3 separate regions of the Zea mays genome follow, and all the other regions are linked to region 3. Evidence: chromatin contacts called from public Hi-C data. All regions are on one chromosome and are shown on one strand. The core of a region is the stretch at or near the end of the contact, and the rest is flanking DNA. Distances in the headings are between cores, read along the strand shown.

Region 1 (3,707 bases), core at 1,090-3,589, 490 kb before region 3:
TTTCTCTTCTAGTCGCTGAAAAAAAACATCTTCAATCATACACGTTTGATGCGAGTTTACTAAGTAACAAAACCTGTTTTCATGTTGCTTCACACAAGGATTCAACAAGATCGATATGTACCGCCAAGAATTTTAAAACGATCGTCTTCCCTACTGAACTTGCCACTCCACACAGTCATCCAAGTCGAGGCTGCTGGAGCAGTCGAGCAGGGCGTTCTGCTGCTGCTCGTACCGGCAGATGTAATTCAGGCCAACGAGCAGCTCGCAGAGCACCGCCTCCGTCGTCTCCCGGTCAGCGAAATACAGGGTCTGCAGCAGCAGCACGTTCCCCTTCATCACGATCTGCTGCTGCTCGAAGTTCCTCTCGGCCTGCCATCGGACCGTGTCGTGCGCCATCGGAGCCAGCCACGCCAGCGTCTTCTCCAGCGCCTCCCGCCAGTCGTGCGCCAGGAACGCGTCGTAGATCGCCACGCTCTTCGCGTGCGTCTTCAGGCTCCTCCGCAGCGCCGCCTTCAGGCTCGACGGCAGCATCTGGTACAGGTCGTCCCGCGCCTCCTCGCCGACGAGGTGCGGGTACCGGAGCAGCTTCTCGATGATGATGACGACGTTCGCGTAGTGCAGCGCGAGAGCGGAGCCGCCGACTGTGGACGGCGGCGCCAGTGATGTCACCGTGCTCTTGGGCCCGAACCGCGCCGCCTTTCTGGTAATCCTGCCACTCTTGGATGGTGGCGTTGTCGTCATCGTCGTCGTTGTCGACAGCCCCTGCTCGCTGCTGAATGGCACCAGCATCCCTGATCTGATCGTGCTGATGCGGCTGGAATCTTCCAGGAACTCGTCCTCGAACCCATCGTTCCATGACGCCGAGCTGCTCAGGCTCAAGCACTCCATGAGCATCTTCCCCGGGCTCGCTCCACAGCCTGACCGAAGATTCACTGGCCGCGACATGTCCGGATCGACTCTGGAAACCGGCCCTGAGTTGCCGCAATCACTGAGATCGCTTCGGACGGGGCCTGAGTTTGCTGTTATTGGACCGGAGAGCCGCCGGCTCTGGTCGCATTGCCTCGACGACTCGCTGGACGGCGTGGCCAGCAGCAGGTCGAGCCCCAGCATGGGGTCGCCGAACACGAGGCGGATGCGGGCGTAGATGGCGCAGGCGGCGCGCGCGAGCAGGAGCACGGCCTTGTCGTAGGTCCAGTTCCAGAGCGAGGCGTCCCTGAGGCGGCGCACGTCGTGGCGGCGCCACCGCGCCCGCTGCTCCAGCGCGCGGCGGGCCTCGTCGGTGGGCAGCTTCCGCGCCGACTGCTCCAGCTCGGTGAGCGCCTCGAGCGCGGCGTAGAGAGCCGCGGTGGCGGCCGCGAGGCGGTCGAGCCTGCGCACGAGCGACGCGGCGTCGGACGCGGAGGCCACGGCGAAGAGCGCGCCGGTGGCGCCGGAGCGGCCGGCGAGGAGGTCAGCGTAGACGTGGTCGAAGCCCACGAGCGGCGGCGCCGTGCAACGGCGGCCGAGGCGCGAGGCCACGGCCGCGACGCGGTTCAGCGCGTCGAGCTTCTCGGCCAGCGCGAGCGCCAGGAGGCGCGCGTCGTCGCCCGGGACCAGCGCGCGCACGGCGCGGGAGCCGAGGCAGAGCGGCCCGAGCAGGCGCGCCGCCTCGGCGTCGGAGAGCGAGCGGTACAGGTTCGCCGCGCGCGACATGGCGTTGGCCACCTCCAGGGACAGGATGCCCAGCCTGCCGTCGCCCGCCGCAGCCGCGCCGCCCTTGTTGGCGCTCGCCGCCGCCGGCCGCGCCTTCTTGGAGGAGGAGGACGACGACGTCGCCATGGAGAGCACCTTGTGCACCAGCGGCTCCGCCACCATGACTCCCTCCGCTCCGGTCGCGTCGTCGAGAGGAGTAGCCAAGAAGGAAGGGTGTGTTTGAATTGGAACGCTGGGATTTCGTGCGTGACTGGCTAGGCGCCCTCGGTCAGCAGCAGCAGCAGTGTGAGGGAGGAGGGAATTAATGGCGGGCCAGAGCACGTAGAGATGTCAACACTCCGAGACAAGGCAAGGCTGGCACTTGTAGAATGGAAAACCGAAAAAGGAGAACAGCATTTCTCGGATGGTGCGCCAAGAACCCCAAGGTGGAGAAGTGGAGATGGAGGTAGAAGGAACGAACGAACGACAGCAAGGGGACGAGGAGGAGTGAGACGAAGGTAGTAGCTACGACGAGGTGTGAGATCTGGATGCGAGAGGTGACGCCATTGATGCGCGGCCCCAACTCCTGGCTGGTGTGGTGGCATTAAATTGGAGCGGGAGGAAGGCAACAAAAGCAAGCAGCCGAAGAGCTCGCCTCGCCTGCCTCTGCAGCCGAAGCGAGCGAGTCATCATGGAGATGGACTGGTGCAGTGGTTGCCTCTGCTTCTGCAAATCTGCACCCGGCCCGGGTAACTTTCCCGGTTCCCTTTTCCGTTTCCGTTTCCCAATTCAATTCCATTTTCATTTCCATACCCACGACTACTGGGGCCATGGACTATGTGGGACCAAATTGTCAGTGGGGTTGGAGACCGTGTGTTGGGTTCTGGATGGATAGAGTGGAAGGAAATTTGCTTCACTTTGCGAGGAGGGGTTCGAAAAGTCGGGTAGCACTTCTGGAGCAAGTAAACCTACCGCAACATTACTTTTGTGGTGATTGAGACGAAAACGGATACTTATTTAGATATTTTATCTTTTTCCCCACTGTGAATAAATAGGATACAGGATCTATAACACAAATTTATATTTTTACTTTTAACATTAAGCTTATATATATTTATAAAAGATAAATCTCATGTTCATTATCTTCTCAAATGATAGTTATAAAATTCGATACAAATTCGAATAATTTCCACCTTATTGTTGTTGTAGGGAGCAAACAATGTATAAAACAATTTATATAAAAAATATTCTTATTTGTAATAACGCGTTCGATAACATAAAAAAAGATCGACATCAAATTTCATATATGTCTATTTTAAAATCTTAAAAAATGTTAAATTTGTCCTAACAATTCGGTTATCCACGTTCATCGCATTTGCGTGTTTCCAATCATCTCATCTCATTTACGTGTTTCCAAAGATGTGTTTGGTTTAGATACTAATTTGTTTAGTCACAAAATTATCAAACACATGGACCGGTCCATTTCCAAATCTTCATATCTAATTGTTAGCCAACTAATAAATTGTTAGTTGAATTAGTTGACTAACTATTAGTTAGGGTTGCTCTAAACCTAAATTTAATGGATTATTATAATAAGCTAAATGTACTTACTACCCGTCTCTTTTTCTAATAAGCTAATAGATAGAAACGACCATGGAAAATTTGATCATCAACGACCTATTAGCTGGTTTTATTTGAGTTGAGGTAGCTAACAACTAATTGCTATTTAGGGGTATAGCTAACAATTAGTTTGTCTATTAGCTGACTCGTTATAAATCTCTCAGCCATTTTTAGCTACTAACTAGTAGTTTTAGAGTTTGGAATGTTCTAAAAGGAGACTAAACCATTTTAGTCTCTAATCACTCGAGGGGTGACTAAAAAGAGACTAAATTGTTCCTTTTACCGTCATTATTTCTCCTTTATTGCGATGTCCAGGTATGAGCGAGAGAAGACTGATTGGTTGAATCACAATCCGTCCGTTTGGTTGGTTGTACGGGGCAGAAACTGCATCCACAAATCTTGAAAACATATTTTGT
Region 2 (3,363 bases), core at 185-2,684, 370 kb before region 3:
GGTGGTCACTCCATGTTCCAATTAAAATAATAATCAATACTCCATAGACAATAAATAGCATGATCATGAATAATATGTATCTTAACACACAAAACTACATAGAGCAATAGCAAATACTACCCCAAAAGTTCAGGTGTGAGCAAAGTGTAAAGTAGACCAAACTAGGGTGACCTATTGGGTCCCATCAAAATTAACCTGAGCATGTCATAGTAATTAATTGGAACATTATTAGGTAAAGAAGAGTGATCAAGGGCAACTTTCCTTCAACGAGCTCCTGCTCAATATTTTCCACCTGCTGAGTTCTGGGTTCCTCGGTCACTCGCTCGTCTACTCACAACAATAAAAACAAACATGATATAGGAAAAATTAACATCACACCAAACATGAGAACAAACTACGTAATAATGTTCTACACGTTGCTACGAGATCGTAGGTTCGAGAACCTATAAAATCAGAGTTACAGTTGTGAAGATATGATTTCCTGAAGTTTTGTGTGCTGGGACAATTTAAACATAGGCTAAACCAATTAAGTGCTCGATTTTGACAACATGTTACATACCAACATAAGGTTACTAGATTGTAGTTAATATTAATACGAACCTAATGCAACTGGTACGAGTCAAAAAGGAGATAAAATGAATTAATTATGAATTAAACAAGATTCTAGAATTATTTCTATACTAGAAACCATTTGCTATATTAATTTATTCGATTTATTTACTCTCTCGGGTGTGGGTAGTAATTCCAGGAAATTTTGGGTTCAAATCATAAATATCAGGACCTAGTTTTAATTATTTCCTAACTGATGTGGACGACGGGTTGATTCGCTAAAACCCGAGGGTGTCTTTAGAAAATAAACTCTGGGTTGTGTTACATGACAAAAGAGAGAGGAGAGGATGACAAATGTCTGGGACATCAACTTACTCGTGGACACGTAGTAGGGACACCTCTCCCCGACGAGCTTGCGACCGAGCGGTCGATCTCTACTCCGGCGAGCAATCAACGGGGATCCGACCAATCCCAACGCCCGGGAAGGTCACCAACGCGCGCGGGTGGCAATGCCATCCTCCCCAGACCAGAGCAGCGCATTGAGGCTTAGGTGGTGGCGCAAGCACGCGCTCGCCAGCGATAGAGTCTTCTCTATCTTTCCCTTCTTCTCTGTTGCCCTCTCTCAGTGGTGGCGTGATGTCGTCGAAGGATGCGTGGGTGATGGCGTCTGGCTCACGCCTTTATAGCCCTGTGAAGTCGGTCCCAGGCTACGAGCAACGGACTTCAGATTCCATGGAGCAAGGGATGGCGCGACGAGTTTGTTAAAGGAGAAGAACACGAGGAGGATGTTGCGCCTGACGGAGCGGTCCCACAGTTCAGTGGAATAGGCCGCGACCGGGGTGTGCACACGAGCGGGCAAGTTCGAGCATACGCTAGGGTAGTGGCTGTCAAGTGGGACCCATGGTCCAGTGATTCACGCGTGCGAGGAGTGAACAACAGATGTGTGCGCCGTGTGGGTTGCTTCGAAGGGAGACTGGGCCGAGAGAGGGGAAAACAGAGTGGGCCGCCGGGATAGGTTACGTCCCAAGCTTAGGCAACAAGTGAGTTTCTCCTTTCACTTTTATTTTTCTGGTTTCATTTTCTATTTCCTTTCAAATTACAAATTCAAATGTGGTTTTGGTTGGCAAATTCAAATATTAATGCAATAAACAAGAAAACCCAACATGAGATAAAAAGAGGATTTTATGTATTTATTTATGGTTCTATTCATTTAGATGAATGCTTCTAAATGTGAAATCAATTAAAGAAATATTCACTCAAATAAAAACAAATATATCTACCTTTGTTTTTTGGTCTTATTTTGTTGTTATACTCTTTTTTTTTCTAAATTCCAATTTCAATCAAACTTTAATATTACTATGTATTTATTTGAGGAACCCACTTCAAAAATAAGGAAATCCTAATAAAAGAACATTTTTAACTTTGATTGATTGGTGAGTATTACTAGACTACCAAAATGGTATTTTGGGTGTTACACATATGTTGAAATTAGAAGTGTAATATATGAAAAGAAAATGTTCAAATCATAATTTGTCTGTAATAGTAGCATAGTCAATCATAGCGAAAAAACGAAGGTGATCAAGTTCCTCATCATAGTCTTCATCCTCACCTTCTTCTGATCAAAATATTAGCAAGGGTGAGTACACTTATAGTTGTTACTTAGCAAGTGGGGTGAAGATGCATAACTATCAAGGATAGCTAGGGTTTGGATCATGTCGCTGGCGCGATCGAGAACTGGTGGGACACGTGTCTAGGACGTGGAGGACACGCATGCGGTGCGCTACTCACGGTGGTTTCAGTGGTTGAGCCTCAAAACCACCCAGCGCTACGGAGGGCTAGTTTCACCGAGTTTGGGCCTCAAAACTCGGTGGTGCGGTTCTGGTGGGAACCAGAGGCGGTTAGAGTACCTAGAGGGGGGGGGGGTGAATAGGTGATCCTGCAAAAATGCTTCAAACAACAAAACTTGGTCTATAAAAGGTGTTAGAATAAACTAAAACCAAGTTTGGATGAGAAGAGGAGAGAAAAATAGACTCTTCACTTGATTGCTCTCTTGAGATGTGTGTTAAACTAGGAGCAATATGTAAGTGAAGTTTAAGCACTAAGGAAGACAGAAATCACAGTAAAGTAAAGTGGACAAGAGACACGGTGATTTTTCCCGTGGTTCGGCCAAAGCCTACTCCACGTTGTGGTGACCTCCTTTGGTCAAGGGTTGAACTCAACCCCTCTCAAGTGACCCAAAGATTAAACTTGAGTGCCATGGTATTCTTCCTTATATCTTAACCAGTTTGTGAGGATTCTCCACAAGATTGGAGTCTCTCATGGCCTTACACAAATGATCACAATTGAACTTAGAGTAAGGGAGGGAGTAAGAGTATGCACACAAGAGCACAACACAACAACACACACACACAAAGCAAAGACGATAGCGCAAGAACAAAATGATAGAGTTACAGCTCAGAAAAGCACTTAGATCTCTCTCAAATCATTGAACGACGTGGTTGCAGAGTGTCTGAGTTGTAGTAGCTTCTCCATGGTGCCTAGGGGTCCCTTTTATAGCCCTAATGGGCCTAGAAACTATTGGAGCTTCATTTGGAAGCTCCAAAACTTCCTATTTCCGTAGGTGCACCGGACTGTTCGATGTGCACCGGACAGCTCCAGCTCAATGATCACTAGATCGTTGATTGGGGACTTTCCTCCTCAGGTGGGCATTGGACTGTCCGGTGACCATCTAGCCATTGGCGCCTGGTGATGTAGCCGAATAGCCATTGGCCGCCAGGCACACCAGACTGCCCAATGATCAGCCCAGACTGTATG
Region 3 (3,628 bases), core at 809-3,308:
AAAAAGTGGAGAAAAATGCCCCCAAAGATCAGCTGCTAGGGATTTCTGTAACTGAATTTGGTTCAGTGGCTGAAACCTGAAATCAGTGAATGGTGTCTATTTTGGAGCTCATTTGTGATTAATGCAAGTGGTTTTGTACTAAAGTTGCTATAGCTAAGTTGGAGACCTTAGTAATGAGAACAAGTTTCATAAAGTGGGATAGACTTGGTGCTACACAAATTTGGGAGAGAAGTTAGTTCCAAGATGGGCTGTCAGGTTGCTTTGATTGAAATTTTGTTCAGTTCTGTGAAACTGAAATTCAGTAAAAGGTACTGAGTTTGGAGCTCTTTTGTGACCAGTGCATGAGCATTTGGACTAGAAAATCTATAGAAAAGTCAAAGACCAAGTATAGGGAAAAAGTTTCATACAAGGAGTTAGCCTTGCTGCTATGTAAAATTTGGAGATAATGGTACTGCAATCCTCTATGTCTGGTTTGGCATGGAGCTGTATCAGTTAGCTGAAATTGTAGTGTTTCAGTGTTTGTACTAAATTTTGGATCACCACAACCTTTGTTCTATATCATTTCAACCATCAGTTGCTATACAAAAGAGATAGAGATATCAATAGAGAATAGATTGGTTAAGGAAAGTGGGTTTGTTGTTGAGGGAAATTGGGAGTTACGAAGCACTGAACAGAGGGAGAGGAATGGAGCAACGGTAGATGAATCTAGAGATCTGAAAATAGGTTCAGTGAAATGTGGCTAACTCTTAGACACCATAACTTGTGATACATGCAGTTTGGATCCTAGATTCTTGTAACAAACTTGAAGAGTCTTAGTCAATGAACAAGTTTGATTATAGGGGACTGGTCTGTCCTTAACAGGAATGAGGAGAAAAGGGGGGCTGAATAGGGAGGATCAGGCTAGCTAAAGCAATTCAGTGCTTCCAAAATATCTGAAGAAGATTTTTTTCCCTGCAGAAAATATCAAACCTTTGGATGTGTTTGAGCCTGCCGCAGTGGAATTTTTTTATCCGTCCTTCCTCTGTCTGTATTACTGGACAGTGGATATTTGTGGGCAGTGAACCTTATCTGCTCTATTCCCTATTTGAGTAATTGGACAAGTTGATATTTTGGGCTGAAAGTGCTGACTAGGTTCAGTGTTATGGGTGTGTCTGTGCATCTGTGAGGAACTTGAGCATGAAAGACACGTAGGGGATGTCCATGTACTGCTGGCACCCTGGGAATACATTTGCACTGAATTTGTGCAAGTCCAGGGACACCTGCCCCACTTTAGCTGCCATAAAAGACATGGTTCAGTGAACTTCTTTCCCTGAGTTCCTTGCAGCGTGTGGTCCCTATGCCTTCAGGTTCGTGTAGCTTCTCCTTTCCCCAGCCATCATTGTGCTCTATCCAGAGCTGCACGCGCCAAACTCCTATGAGTTGTGACCACGCCTACCAATTTGTCACCTCGCCGTGGCCAGGCTAACTCAGGCAAGTATTGGTCTTTGTTGTGCTTGTTCCATGTCCCCCTTAGATCAGTGAAGCTCACCGAGCTGTTATCCCTAACGATACTGTCATGTTTTGGCCGGAACAAGAGCGCACCGCCGCAGACTGACACCGTGAACAGCTCCGCCGTCGCCCGACCGACTTGCTTCGTCCTCGGCCGGTTTTCCGCGAGCATAGGAATCTAGGTATGTCACTGATGCTACCCGTGGTGTTTGGTTAAACTTTACTATAGAGGTGGCTCAAGTACGTGGTCGCCGTACTTAGCTCGCTGTCATGGCCGTCGGCGGCATAGGTCCAGTGCAGTAGTGGTTCGATTCTTGAAGTATATTTGACGGGTATACCTCAGGGTCGGAGTTAGGGTGCTGGTCCTCGCTGAGGAACTCACCGGCGACGGGATCGGGTGAGCACGGCCAGGTGTTCAACCTGTGCTAACCGTTGGAGTGGAGTCATGGCCGAGACCTTGTGAATAGAACAAAACCAAGGGGTTTAAGTGTGGTAGTCACTGACTCTGGTGAACAGTGGGGGAAGCTTGGATTGGTTTAACTAGACCGCGGGGTCTTTTGTGCAAAAGCCGGGCGCGCGGGCTCCCCAGCCACGGGCCAGATCTGCCCGATGTTGGGCCAGCTGGGCTGGTCGTGGTCCAATACTGTTCATAGTTTGGTCTTTTCTTTAACACAGAACTTATAAATTGTGCCATAAGTTGTAGAAAAATCCAAAAATAGCAAGACAAATTTTGTTGGATGTCTAAATTCATGTGCTCTCTGGTAAAGTTGGATTTAGGATTTTTAGGGCAATTATAAAACATTAAGTGAATTAAAGGTGCTCTGGGAAGGACTGTTTGAATTTTAGAAATAAGAATATAGCACCAGAAATTGTGAAAATTCTTGGAGAATCTAGTTATTAGAAGCTGAAACTGTGGGCAAAAATTTGGAACTATTAGGATGTGATTTGCTTAGTAAACTAATTATTGCCCAAAAAGAAAAGGACTTCACCTATGGAATGAGGACACCTAATAGTTTAGTGAAGTGATGAAGTTGCTTAAGAAGTTTTAAGCTTTTGGATGAGATCTAAGATAGGTTAGTTCTCTGGTTTGTCTAAGTAATTCAATTTGGTCACTTTTAGCAAGTGTTGGTGGTGTAGAACCATGTGTATGCTTGTCATGTGTTTTAGTTTGTGGTGTTTATGTTCCCCACCTCTCCTTGTGAGAGTTTGCATTTCATATCATTGCATAAGCATACATGTATTTGTAATTGACTTGTAGAACACCTAGAAGAAGTGGTGTTTGAAGGAGGAGTCTACTCCAGTGTCTGTTGATCAAGTGGAGGAGCCATCTAACTGGGTATTTGATAGAGGGATCTAGAACCACTTCACTGCAACAAAGGCAAGCCCCGGTGCATGCAACCTTTCTTGTGTTTTTAAATGATTTTTACACACTTTAAGTCTAGTGAAATGTGCATTAGGTTTATAGGAGTTGCTTGGAAACCCTTTGATGCATTGGCTACCTTGAAATCCACTCCTTTATAGATACTGCTAATGAAGTATCAAAATACGATTTAAAAAAATGCTTAGCCCTGCTTAGATCTTGTGGATAGAAGTTGTCTTTTGCAATAATGCCTAGCTCAAGGGTTATCCTGAGAAGGATGGCTTCTACCTGCAAGAATATTTTCATTGGGAGCATGGCGGGATCTTACTGCAAAGTTCCCTATATTGATCTTTCCATCCTTAGGAACACAAAACAATCCTGAGGGTGGAAGTACTTAACTCGAGACTTGGGCTAGGAACAGGTGATGCTCCACCCAGGTTAATTAAGGATTGGATACTTATGTAGGCCTGTATGATCAAGGACTATCTTAACTGGCCACATACCCTGAATATGGGACAGGGTAAACTTGAACCCGGTTATTCCATATGTGAAAAGACAACGGTGCACTGGGCGTAGGAGATGGTGGGAGTAGCGTGTACCCTACTGGATAGAGGCTGGACGAAGGAGTATTGTGCTCCCGGGTAGCGCAGACCGGTTCACATTGTGGAGGATCTGTGGGAATGGTTGACATATGCAAGGGTTAAGTGCTACATATGTCGTGTGGTTAGAGATCCTCAGCTGAGTAAATCGATTCGGATCGCCATTATATCCCCGGACAGT

Evidence for each region. A called contact is a pair of places that touch in the nucleus more often than the background predicts.
Region 1: a Hi-C map of ear shows a contact between it and region 3, with 2.2 times the contacts expected there. The contact joins the promoter of LOC103648830 here to the enhancer-like site in region 3. A contact is called at or near these places in 2 of 25 Hi-C or Micro-C datasets (ear and leaf).
Region 2: a contact with region 3 is called in a Hi-C map of ear, with 2.2 times the contacts expected there. The contact joins two enhancer-like sites. A contact is called at or near these places in 7 of 25 Hi-C or Micro-C datasets (bundle sheath, ear, leaf and 2 more).

What each region holds. Positions count from the first base shown.
Region 1 is chr2:107,211,363-107,215,069 of Zm-B73-REFERENCE-NAM-5.0, forward strand. LOC103648830 reads right to left here and starts at 2,340. Exons shown (of 1, transcript XM_020548376.3): 1 at 1-2,340. The coding sequence starts at 1,854. The coding sequence ends at 151.
Region 2 is chr2:107,332,432-107,335,794 of Zm-B73-REFERENCE-NAM-5.0, forward strand. No RefSeq gene overlaps it. Among protein-coding and RNA genes, the nearest start is that of LOC111591043, 39 kb to the left of the region's middle. Within about 2 kb of position 1,435, at least 16 of the 20 cell types and tissues checked have an H3K27ac peak or open chromatin away from gene starts, as enhancers often do. A contact at or near this core is called in bundle sheath, ear, leaf and 1 more, where this site is marked.
Region 3 is chr2:107,704,248-107,707,875 of Zm-B73-REFERENCE-NAM-5.0, forward strand. No RefSeq gene overlaps it. Among protein-coding and RNA genes, the nearest start is that of LOC109944013, 30 kb to the left of the region's middle. Within about 2 kb of position 2,059, at least 16 of the 20 cell types and tissues checked have an H3K27ac peak or open chromatin away from gene starts, as enhancers often do. A contact at or near this core is called in bundle sheath, ear, leaf and 1 more, where this site is marked.